2 separate regions of the Sus scrofa genome follow, and region 1 is linked to region 2. A link is a contact called in public HiChIP or PLAC-seq data. All regions are on one chromosome and are shown on one strand. The core of a region is the stretch at or near the end of the contact, and the rest is flanking DNA. Distances in the headings are between cores, read along the strand shown. Region 1 overlaps DDAH1 (N(G),N(G)-dimethylarginine dimethylaminohydrolase 1). Region 2 overlaps ZNHIT6 (zinc finger HIT-type containing 6).

What was found. HiChIP or PLAC-seq counts read pairs in DNA pulled down with a chosen protein or histone mark.
Region 1: a contact with region 2 is called in an H3K27ac HiChIP or PLAC-seq map of skeletal muscle. The contact joins two enhancer-like sites. A contact is called at or near these places in 1 of 47 Hi-C or Micro-C datasets (heart right ventricle) and 1 of 2 datasets of contacts at active chromatin or transcription factors (skeletal muscle).

What each region holds. Positions count from the first base shown.
Region 1 is chr4:130,594,383-130,599,455 of Sscrofa11.1, forward strand. All of the region lies in intron 4 of DDAH1 (N(G),N(G)-dimethylarginine dimethylaminohydrolase 1), which reads left to right. Among named protein-coding and RNA genes, the nearest start is that of BCL10, 49 kb to the right of the region's middle. Within about 2 kb of position 2,524, at least 12 of the 83 cell types and tissues checked have an H3K27ac peak or open chromatin away from gene starts, as enhancers often do. A contact at or near this core is called in skeletal muscle, where this site is marked.
Region 2 is chr4:130,332,940-130,337,586 of Sscrofa11.1, forward strand. The region is part of intron 8 of ZNHIT6 (zinc finger HIT-type containing 6); the gene reads left to right. Among named protein-coding and RNA genes, the nearest start is that of ZNHIT6, 37 kb to the left of the region's middle. Within about 2 kb of position 2,637, at least 7 of the 83 cell types and tissues checked have an H3K27ac peak or open chromatin away from gene starts, as enhancers often do. A contact at or near this core is called in skeletal muscle, where this site is marked.

The DNA of each region.
Region 1 (5,073 bases), core at 1,274-3,773, 260 kb after region 2:
TCTGAAAATAGGAAATTTGCATTTAACACATGTTTCTATACCCTCTCCCCCAACACACATGAAAAAAATCTAACAACAGGACCTGATTTTTTTTTTTTTTTTCTTTTTAGGGCTGCACCTGCAGCATGTGGGAATTCCCAGGCTAGGGGTCGAATCAGAGCAGCAGCAGCCCGCCTACACCACAGCCACAACAACCTACACCACAGCTCACAGCAATGCCGGATCCTTAACCCACTGATCGAGACCAGGGATCGAACCCAAGTCCTCGTGGATGCTAGTCGGGTTCCTTACTGCTGAGCCACCACGGGAACTCCAACAGGACCTGGTCTTGATGCGTGAACATTTGTGCCAGAGAGGGAAAAAAAGGTTAAACTTCACATCATCACTGATAGTGACAAATATTAGAGAAGCACTTACTTTTAAAAATAATCATATGTTGATTCTACTAAAGAAGCATTGTTGTATCAAAGGCCGAAATGGCTTCGAGGGCAAAGCGGACGACTTGGAATCCAGATCCATGGGTTCTGCTTCCGGCTCTGCCTCAGCTCCTCTCTCCTGTGCTCGGCCTTGGCCTGAACACAACAACGCTGAATTAGCCTCGCTAGGGAATGAGAGCTTTGTTCCTCATCAGAATTTCACGGTGGGCAGTCAAAGTGAAGGACCATGTCTCAAATTGGGCAGAAAGTCGCAATTATTGAATCGTAAAGCGCCCAGCAATGTAGATAGTTCCAAAGTGGGCCCACTGTAGCCTCTTGACCGCTGCGACATCCTCCTTTCAGTGGCTGGAAGTGATGGGAGACTGGCACTTAGCTGAACATTTTCACGCTGGCCGACGAGGGAAAGCGGCAGTAGACTCCGTCCGTCCTGGCTCCATTTTTCCTTGAGGAGGCTCCCCTGACACGTGCAGCTATTGAATTGGACGTGTGACAACATCATGTCCTAATTCATATATAAAAACCTGAGGGGAGAAAGGTAGGGTTTCCAGAACCTTTCATTGCTGTCTCTTCTGAAGAAAGACGTTTTCAAAAGGCAATTGAGAAGAGGCCACAGGAGTTCCCGTTGGGGCTCAGCAAGTTAAGAACCAGACATGGTGTCTGTGAGGATGTGGGTTCGATCCCTGGCCTTCCTTGGTGGGTTAAGGATCCAGTGTTGCTGCAGGCTGTGGTGTAGGTCATAGATGTGGCTCGGATCTGGTATTGCTGTGACTGTGGTGTAGGTCGGCAGCTGCAGCTCCGATTGACCCCTCGCTCAGGAACTTCCATATGCTGCAGGTGCGGCCTTAAAAAGAAAGAGAGAGAGAGAGAGAGAGGCCACAGATGCGTGTGAAGCTCGGCTTCTTGAGCCTCATAGAGCAGTACTCCCTGAGAGCATCTCTGTGAAAGATGTGGTCGCAGGCGCAGGGACACTGAGATGGATGAGGAACAGGACAGGGTCCAGGGTGACATCAAGCAAAGTCTTGAGTGGCACAGGGTCCTGGTGGAGGTGGTGGGAGTTTGAGGAGGGCGTGATCCCAGGGGCGGGAGTCAAAGTCTGAGTGATCCAGGATGACCAGCAAGCCGGGGACGCCCAGGGACACCAGACAGGACAATGGGGGATCTATCTTATAGCCAACAGACGATGGCTGGGACAGGGGGTGCGTGCGGGGAGAGAAGGAGGCAAGGCCGAAGAAGTGAGTGGGGCTGGTCCCCACTCAAAGGAATTGGGGTCTTCTTATCTGAAGGCTGTGGGGAGCCGCTCACAGTTTCTCAGCAAATTATAAAAGGGGAGATTTCAGCAAGAGCTCTCTGACGTTGTGCCTAGAATGACTAACAGGAAGGAAGATTCGGACTAAGAAAACTCGTTAGATACCATGACACGGTCCGGGAATAAAGGCGAGGAGGCCTGGACCAGGGGAAGCAGCCCGCGGCCGTGGGGTGTGGGGTGCAGGGGGTGAGTTCTACTTAGAGGAGCAACGCAGCTGATGAGTCTGGAAGGTGGGAGGGAGAGGGAGCGGGTCGGCCCTTGGGCGGATAATCACAGCACTGCTGTTCTGTGCCAGGCACTGTTCCGGGCCCCAGGGGACGAGGATCGAGACGGTCCTTCAGAAATGGCTCCCAGATGGGGTGCCTTTGGTGGAATTCTCAGGAAAGAGCTCAAGCCCCCCTGTCCCCGTGAATTGGGTTCCCTCCCACACAGGCACAGACCGTGGGCAGAAGGCGTTGCTGGCTTTCACTGACCTAGGTTCGCATTTTGAGAGTTGAGCTGCCCTCGGACAGCTCCTGCTGCCAGCAGCTCTGGTGACCTCCGACGTGCAGGCCGGTGAGGCTCCAACGGGGTTGGCTCCCGTTTCAGTTTCCATTGGCAGAGGCTCATCTGAACTGGGAGTCTCTGTCCTTTACCCTTTCCCATTTATGTTTTATTATCTTTAGCTACTCGCTCTCAAAGCACAGGAAAAAAACCTCTTGAACATTTGCATGCTCCCATCTCGGGCAGTGTCCTGTTGTTTCTTGGCTGAACGGAGCTGGCAGAAGAAACCCAGGATGGTTTCTGCCTCATGGGCTGCAGCTGTCCATCGCAGCATGACCTGTGTGACACTCTGGCCAGGCCAACACCAGTGCCCAGTGCCCTTGATGTCGAAGGGATTAGGGACATGTGTCCGCTGAGCTGCAGGCAGGATGGCTGGGGCGGGGCTGCTGTTTCTCCCTGGACACCGCGTGTATTAAATGCCTGGGTGTGGATGAGTATCCTATTGCTGGGCCGAAGGCTAATAAAGCATATGGTAAAACGTAGCCCCCGAAGTGGAAGTGACATTTGACCTTCAAGTTGTTCTCCAGCTTCTGGGGAAGACACCCACGCTGTAGGTACGGCACTGCGACAGGGTCCTCCTTAGAAATAACGACGTGCAAGAGAAGCAGATTGAAAGTAAACTGCCGGGGGAGGGTCGATCAGGCGTTTGGGGTTAAAATATACGCACTACTGTGCATAAAGCAGATAGCTGGCGAGGACTGCTGTGGAGCACAGGGAACTCTACTCAGTGTTCTGTAATAACCGGGAAGGGAAGAGAATCTGAGTGTGCCGGGGAAGGGAAGAGAATCTGAGTGTGCCGGGGAATCCCTTTGCTGTACATCTGAAATAAGCACAACATTGTAAATCAGCTGTGTTTCAACTTTTAAAATTTTAATTGTTAAAACAAAAAAGTACATTTGCCGTCACCTTCCTGCAAAAACCGTTCCAGGATTACTTCTCTGCTCGTAAGAATCACTGTTTCTCCTTGTTTTCCTCTTTCAAAATGTCACGTTAGTCCAGCAATCTTTAAGAATATTTCTAAATCTGTGTTTCATTTCTGGTCACTGCTGTACTTGCCTCGGTATCACTCAAACACTTTCTGCCTACAGATGTAAAAAGCTTGGAGGGAGGTGACAACAAGCCACTGGAGATAGGTGACAACAAGCCATTCCCTTTTATCTCTTTTTGAAGTGGGACCAAGTTCAACGCTGTGACCGTATGTCCAGAGATGACTCTTGGTACAGAGTCTCAAAAGGGAAAAGCTAATTAGGAGCTACATGAAAGGTGTCTGTTACATTCTGTGCACATTTTCTTTTTTTATGATTTTCATTTTTTCCATTAAAGTTGATTTACATTCTGTTACATTTTTATCTTTTCCATTAAAGCTGATGTGCAGTGTTCTATCAATTTCTACTCCACAGCAAAGTGACCCAGTTTTATATATATGTGTGTGTATTTTTCTTTTTCTCACATTATCCTCCCTCCCGTTCCACCACAGGTGACTGGATATAGTTCCTGTGCACACTTTCTAATCTTTCGTGTCTTTTCCCGTCCACACCCTGGCAAGTAATAAGAGCCCACTGTAGATGAGCTCCTAGCAGCGGTAACATCACTAAGAGTAAAAAGACTTTTGAGGTGTGAACATCATGCTAATTTAATGTGAAGAGTCCAAGTCAGTGGTTCGCGAGTGTTCTCGCACCTGAGAGTCACACAGCGTGCCCGTCTAAACGCACATCGCCTTTCTGGGGTACGCCAGAGGAAACTCTGCTACCACAACCCCAGCGTGGGGCCGGGGACCGCGGCACGATCCAGGTGCGGGAAATCCGTGGCCGCACCGGCAGGAGCGCGTCAGACACCAGCCGACGGCAGCATTTGAGGGCAGAGGCAGGAGACTGGCGCCGAGAGTCCCTCACCGTGTCTTTGGACAGAAAACGCCCCTCGTGTGGTTCAGAATAGCATCGTGGGGGTTCCCGTCGTGGTGCAGTGGTTAACGAATCCGACTAGAAACCATGAGGTTGCGGGTTCGGTCCCTGCTCTTGCTCAGTGGGTTAATGATCTGGCGTTGCCGTGAGCTGTGGTGTAGGTTGCAGACGCGGCTCAGATCCTGCGTTGCTGTGGCTCTGGCGTAGGCCGGTGGCTACAGCTCCGATTCAACCCCTAGCCTGGGAACCTCCATATGCCGTGGGAGCGGCCCAAGAAATAGCAAAAAGACAAAAAAAAAAAAAAAAAAAAAAAAAAGAATAGCATCGTGGCGCGTGAAATGACTGGCACCTCCAACGACCAGCTCTCACGGGTAGGAAACTGGCAGAACGTCACTTGGTTATGGAAACACGAACCCCTGTGGAAAGCTAACTTTTCTTTGAAAGCCTGTGTCTTGGAGTTCCCTGGCGGCTCAGCAGGTTAAGTATCCACTGTTGTCTCTGCTGTGGTGGGGGTTCGATCCCTGGCCCAGGAACTTCCGCAGGCCAGGGGCTCAGCCAAAAAACCTACTAAAATTTTAAAAATAAAACCCAGTGTCTTTTTAGGGGGAGATGCTTGCAGAACAAACAGTCTCATGTATTGCATCTGGGGCCTTTCGAGTACGCGGTGAACACTCCATCTCATTAGGACCTTGGCTTTTAGACTTAAATGGGAAGGCCTGAAGCCCTGTGGCTGGAAAACAAGCTTGAGACTAAATTCTTCAAGTAGAAAGAGTGGAAGGTGGAGGGAAACGAGATCTCTGCTTGGGGAGGAAGTGCTGTGGTCGCGTCCCCGAGCTGGTGGGGAGAACCTGAGAAGGGGCCCCGTGGAGCACCCTGGCTGGTTGAA
Region 2 (4,647 bases), core at 1,387-3,886:
ATGTGATGGGTCCAGCTCCCAGCAGACTCTAAGCCTCATCTCAGAAGTGTACTGCTTCAGTTTACCTCGCAACTTGATGTTACTCTACGAAATTGATCCTTTCTTGTTGTTCGTAATAATTTGTATCCAACTTTATATACTCTTCAGAAGGAATAATGGCCTAATTCGTTGAATCTCTAGGTGATTCAGATACTTCATTTTAGCCAAAGTGCTTCAGCCTCCTCTCCAACCAGACCTCTCCGTGAATCCCTCACAGGTCACCAGTGCATTTCCAGTCCCTGGAACAGCGTCTGGCACGTGATAGACCTCAGTACATGTGTACCGAGTGAGAAATAAACACAAGCAAGCAGTTGAGTGAAGAACTTGAAAGGTCGGCTTCATAATTCCGACTCTGCATCTCCTTGAGTAAAATACTTCTCAGGGCTACAGTGCCTTCACAGGGGAGACAAAAAAGAATGTAGTGACGTTCTTGCTAACTCTAAAATAATCTAATTCTATGCTATAGTCAGTTCATGAACCATTTAACCTTTAAGCAAAAGTTTTTTGAGAAGCTGGTCAGACTTCCCAATAAAGATAGAAGACGTAAGAGTCTGTACTCAGCAGACTTGTATTTTTAGCACCCGAGGAAGCATGTGTTCTGTTGACAAGAGTAAAGCTACTTAAAATTCTTATATTAATTAGGAGAAAATCCATAGAGGAGGAGCGGTTTTAAGAACCAAAGCAGGAAGGAGCTGGGGTTGGCAAAGGAAGTACCTAGATGTTACAGGCACCATGCAGCCCGAAGGAACGTGTGGAGGTTTCGATTTCTGTCATGTCATCTGTCCCCAGTGAAATGTGACCGTTGTTTATTTGACTGACATTCCCAATAAACTATGGGGTTTATTTCTCTGAACTTCCCTTACTTAGCAGGTTATCTGTACATTGTACTGAATAAATATTTGAGGAATTACTTGATGAATGGAAGCTAGGCACTGTTCCCACTACATGTTCACATGCATTAATTTAATGAAGATGTAATAATCTCTACGAGATAGAATCGTAGACTCTTAAGAAATTAACTTACTTAAAGAAACCAGGTTACAGTTACAAAGCCAGCATTTGGACTCTCGGTCAAATGAGTTTGGCGAGCTACACCTAGTACACTGTTAACGTTAAATCTTTGCAAGCCAGCTGATAGGTAGATAACCTCTCCATCATCACACTGGTGAGGGGACTGAGTTACCTGAGGAGCCACAGCTCGAAAGGACCAGTGGGAAGACTGGCACCCGGGCTTGTGAATTGAGAAGGAACTGAGCTTGTGGGTGAGGGTGAGGAGAGGCGAGCACATGGCCTCTACGACGAGAGCTTTGTGAGGCCCTCTTCAAAGCATGTTTTAGAATGTGCACTGGGTGGCTTTAGTGCCCTGCCTCCTGTAGCTTCTGGGCCATCCACAGACTGGCATCCTCAACCAGCCTGGTTCTGAGCCATCGAGATTCCTCTGCATTAACTCAGTAGTGGCTGGTGCCCAACTCAGGCCCCCTGGAGGTCTCGTTTACATGTTTATGCAAATTACATAGATGGTCCAAAACAAAGGGCAGCAAACCGCTAACTCAATGACCGTATTTTTTTAATATGAAAACTAAGGGAAATTAGATAAACATTTTAACTTGACAAAATTTGCTTCTGAGGTGATATGGACAATATGAGTTACAAAAATTGCCATGTGGGAGTACTTGGAGAAATTTTAAATAATACCTAAAACTTTTAAACAGAAGAGTTAGCTGTCTGACCCCTATACGTAGTTTGGTTTTGTGTTCTAGTTGGAGTTTATACTATCCTTTCTTCTCCTAGTCTGGATCTTCATTAAAATGTACTTTTTTCCTTTTCATTCGGATTTTAAAAGCTGTTTGGTTCATTTAATCCCTTCTCTTTCTGTTCTATTGAAATAAGTTTAGAACTTGAAATTTCTTATTTTAAAGGAATTTGGTAAGTGTGAATCTAAAACATTTAGTTTATAATCGATTCAGGCACCTTCCTGAATTTAGTTAATACAAACCATACTTTAAACACATCTGGCTGCAGATGACGAACTGATTCAGGTTAATTTTTTAACAGCAAGAGACTCAGCTGTGCACCGTTGGAGTCAGTTGCCCTTTTAACCTAGAAACCTAAATTAAGAAACAAACGCACAACTCTTAAAATACAGGCTAATGGCTGCTTTTGTCAGATAAATATCAAAACTTGTAGGATTTTAGAGAGGAAGGGATCTTGGGGATCCCTCATCCGATGACCTTATTTTATAGGGGAAGACTTTGTGGCTTAGGGGTTGCTATTAGATTGTTAAATTTGGAAAACATTCAAATTGAGTTTCAGTACTCTTTAGGGGGTGGGAGGGGAGATGACCTAAGGGTTGTCAGTGATCAGATGTGAGATAGGATGGTTTGGGACTCTCTTTTTCAAATTCTCTGTCCCTTTTTGAATCACGAGAAGGTAAAAATAAATCCTGATTTGCTAATAAAGTGCAGAGAAAGAAGTTCAAGACCTTGGCCAGCTTCTTTGAAAGGTGCTAACAGAGCCAGGATTAAAAAAGCATTGCCTTCAGTCTCGCCGGTCGTCCCTGGACTCCCTGTGAGCCTGCTGTGCTCTGCCCTTGCAGGGCCCCGAGCAGCTGCCTTTAGCAGGGTCAGCCTGAGGGTGAACAAGGCCAGCAGCAAGAGGAGCTGTCTGAGAGGGTCCCTAAGGGCAAAGAAAGACAAGTTGTTGGTGTCGTAATTCTTTAAAACCCAAGTCATTGTCTTAGAGAGCAGAGGCCTTTTGCCAATGGGAACATCAGAGTTGGTGAAATTTCAGAAAAGATGAAGCTGTCTTTAGGATTTAGTGACTTAATGGCTTCCAAAGGAGCTAACACCTAAATATTTGGGGCACTGCCAAGCCAGACTCTACCACTTGCCTCAAGATAGTAGAAAAAGAAGCACTCAAGGTAGTGGTAGCCCTTGGAAGTAAATGTGATATGAAATAATCCTTTGAAGGTGATACAGAAAGTCTGCATCTCTTAGCCCCAAGCTAAGAGATGCAGACTACTGCCTTTGGAATGGATGAGCAATGAGATCCTGCTGTGTAGCCCTGGGAACTTTGTCTACTCGCTTATGATGGAGCCTGATAATGTTAGAAAAAAGAATGTGTACATGTATGTGTAACTGGATCACCATGCTGTACAGTAGAAAATTGGCAGAACACTGTAAGCCAGCTATAATGGAAAAAAATAAAAATCACTATTTAGAAAAAAGTGATACAGAAAGTTGTAAGGCTACATTTCAAACGCAGAATGCATAAAAAGGCAAATATGGGTTTCAGTGCTTCTATAACAAGTTCCATTCTTTGTTACTAAGCAGCGACCTTGTCCTGAACGAACATTTCTGTCAGAATGTCCTGTTATTTTAGGTAAATGCAAACGTAAAACTGTGTTCACAGCTTAATAAATGAGCTGACAGGTCCTGTGTTTTCTCATGTAGTGCTCGTGATCACTCTTGGAAGCAGTGCTGTTATTATCTCCATTTTAAGCATGGAAACTAGGGATGAGAGGGGTTCACTTGCACAGAATCACAGACCAGTAAGTGATGGAGCCAGGACTTGAACTCAGAGTGTTAGATTCCAAACCCAAGCAACCGGAAGTTACTGCTTCATTTAATTAAATCCCACGTCTACAAGATGTCACCTCACATGGGTTCGATAGCCTTTCTTTGTAGATCGAACAGGTTACATAATTTACTTAATTACTGGCAAATATTAATGGTAGACTAAGATTAACCACCAGTAGTAGCAAAAGCAGCGAAGCTCAGAATTTCAAAGATTATCTAGTGAAATCTGACCTCTTTTAAGTGACAGACTGGAAATCCAGAGCCTGGAAGCTTATTGACACTCAATAGCAATATTGCCGTGAGTAGAAGTTTGCAACGTCTTAGGGTGAACACTAACTAAAATCCGGTGGTTCTAATTAAAACCACAAGACATACCAGATTCTTACTGCATTTGAATAAAATATTTTTAAAATAATCCATTATAAATTCTTATGTAAATATTCATATCCTAAGTGCTTTGTACAGACCCTGCATGGCACATAAAATAGGGACTAGTGTTTTTTGTTTTTTTTTTTCCAAATTAAACAAGTGTAATTAATTATAGTTTTAAGATTAAAAAACATATACTTTATTACATGGCAATTTTTAAGACTCTCTAAATGTTCCTTTGCTGGGATTATGTTTTATATCAGTAATAATATTAGGTTCTGGTTACCATGTGGCTTTCAAAGAATTTTTTTTTAATTGTCTTAGCTTTGGAAATCTAGAGAAGCTTAACAAAAATTTAATATTTTGAAAAGAAGAATACCTAAAACATTAAGTATACAGTGAAAATTATTTCCCCGAAAATGGAATAAGTCAAAAACATTCCTTTATTTTGGAAATGTCTCTTAATAAAAGCCTTATGATTCAGTTAAAATGCACAGAAAATAAGTTACTACAAGTGTTTGCAGGATGCTCTTTGAAAAGTTCCTGTTTGAAAATGCATGTCTTGCCGTCTAAGAAAAATTTAGTTATATCCATTTTATATTTTACTTTATAAGCTGACTTTATACTTTGATATCTAGTTCAGCCTCTCTTTTTTTGGTAT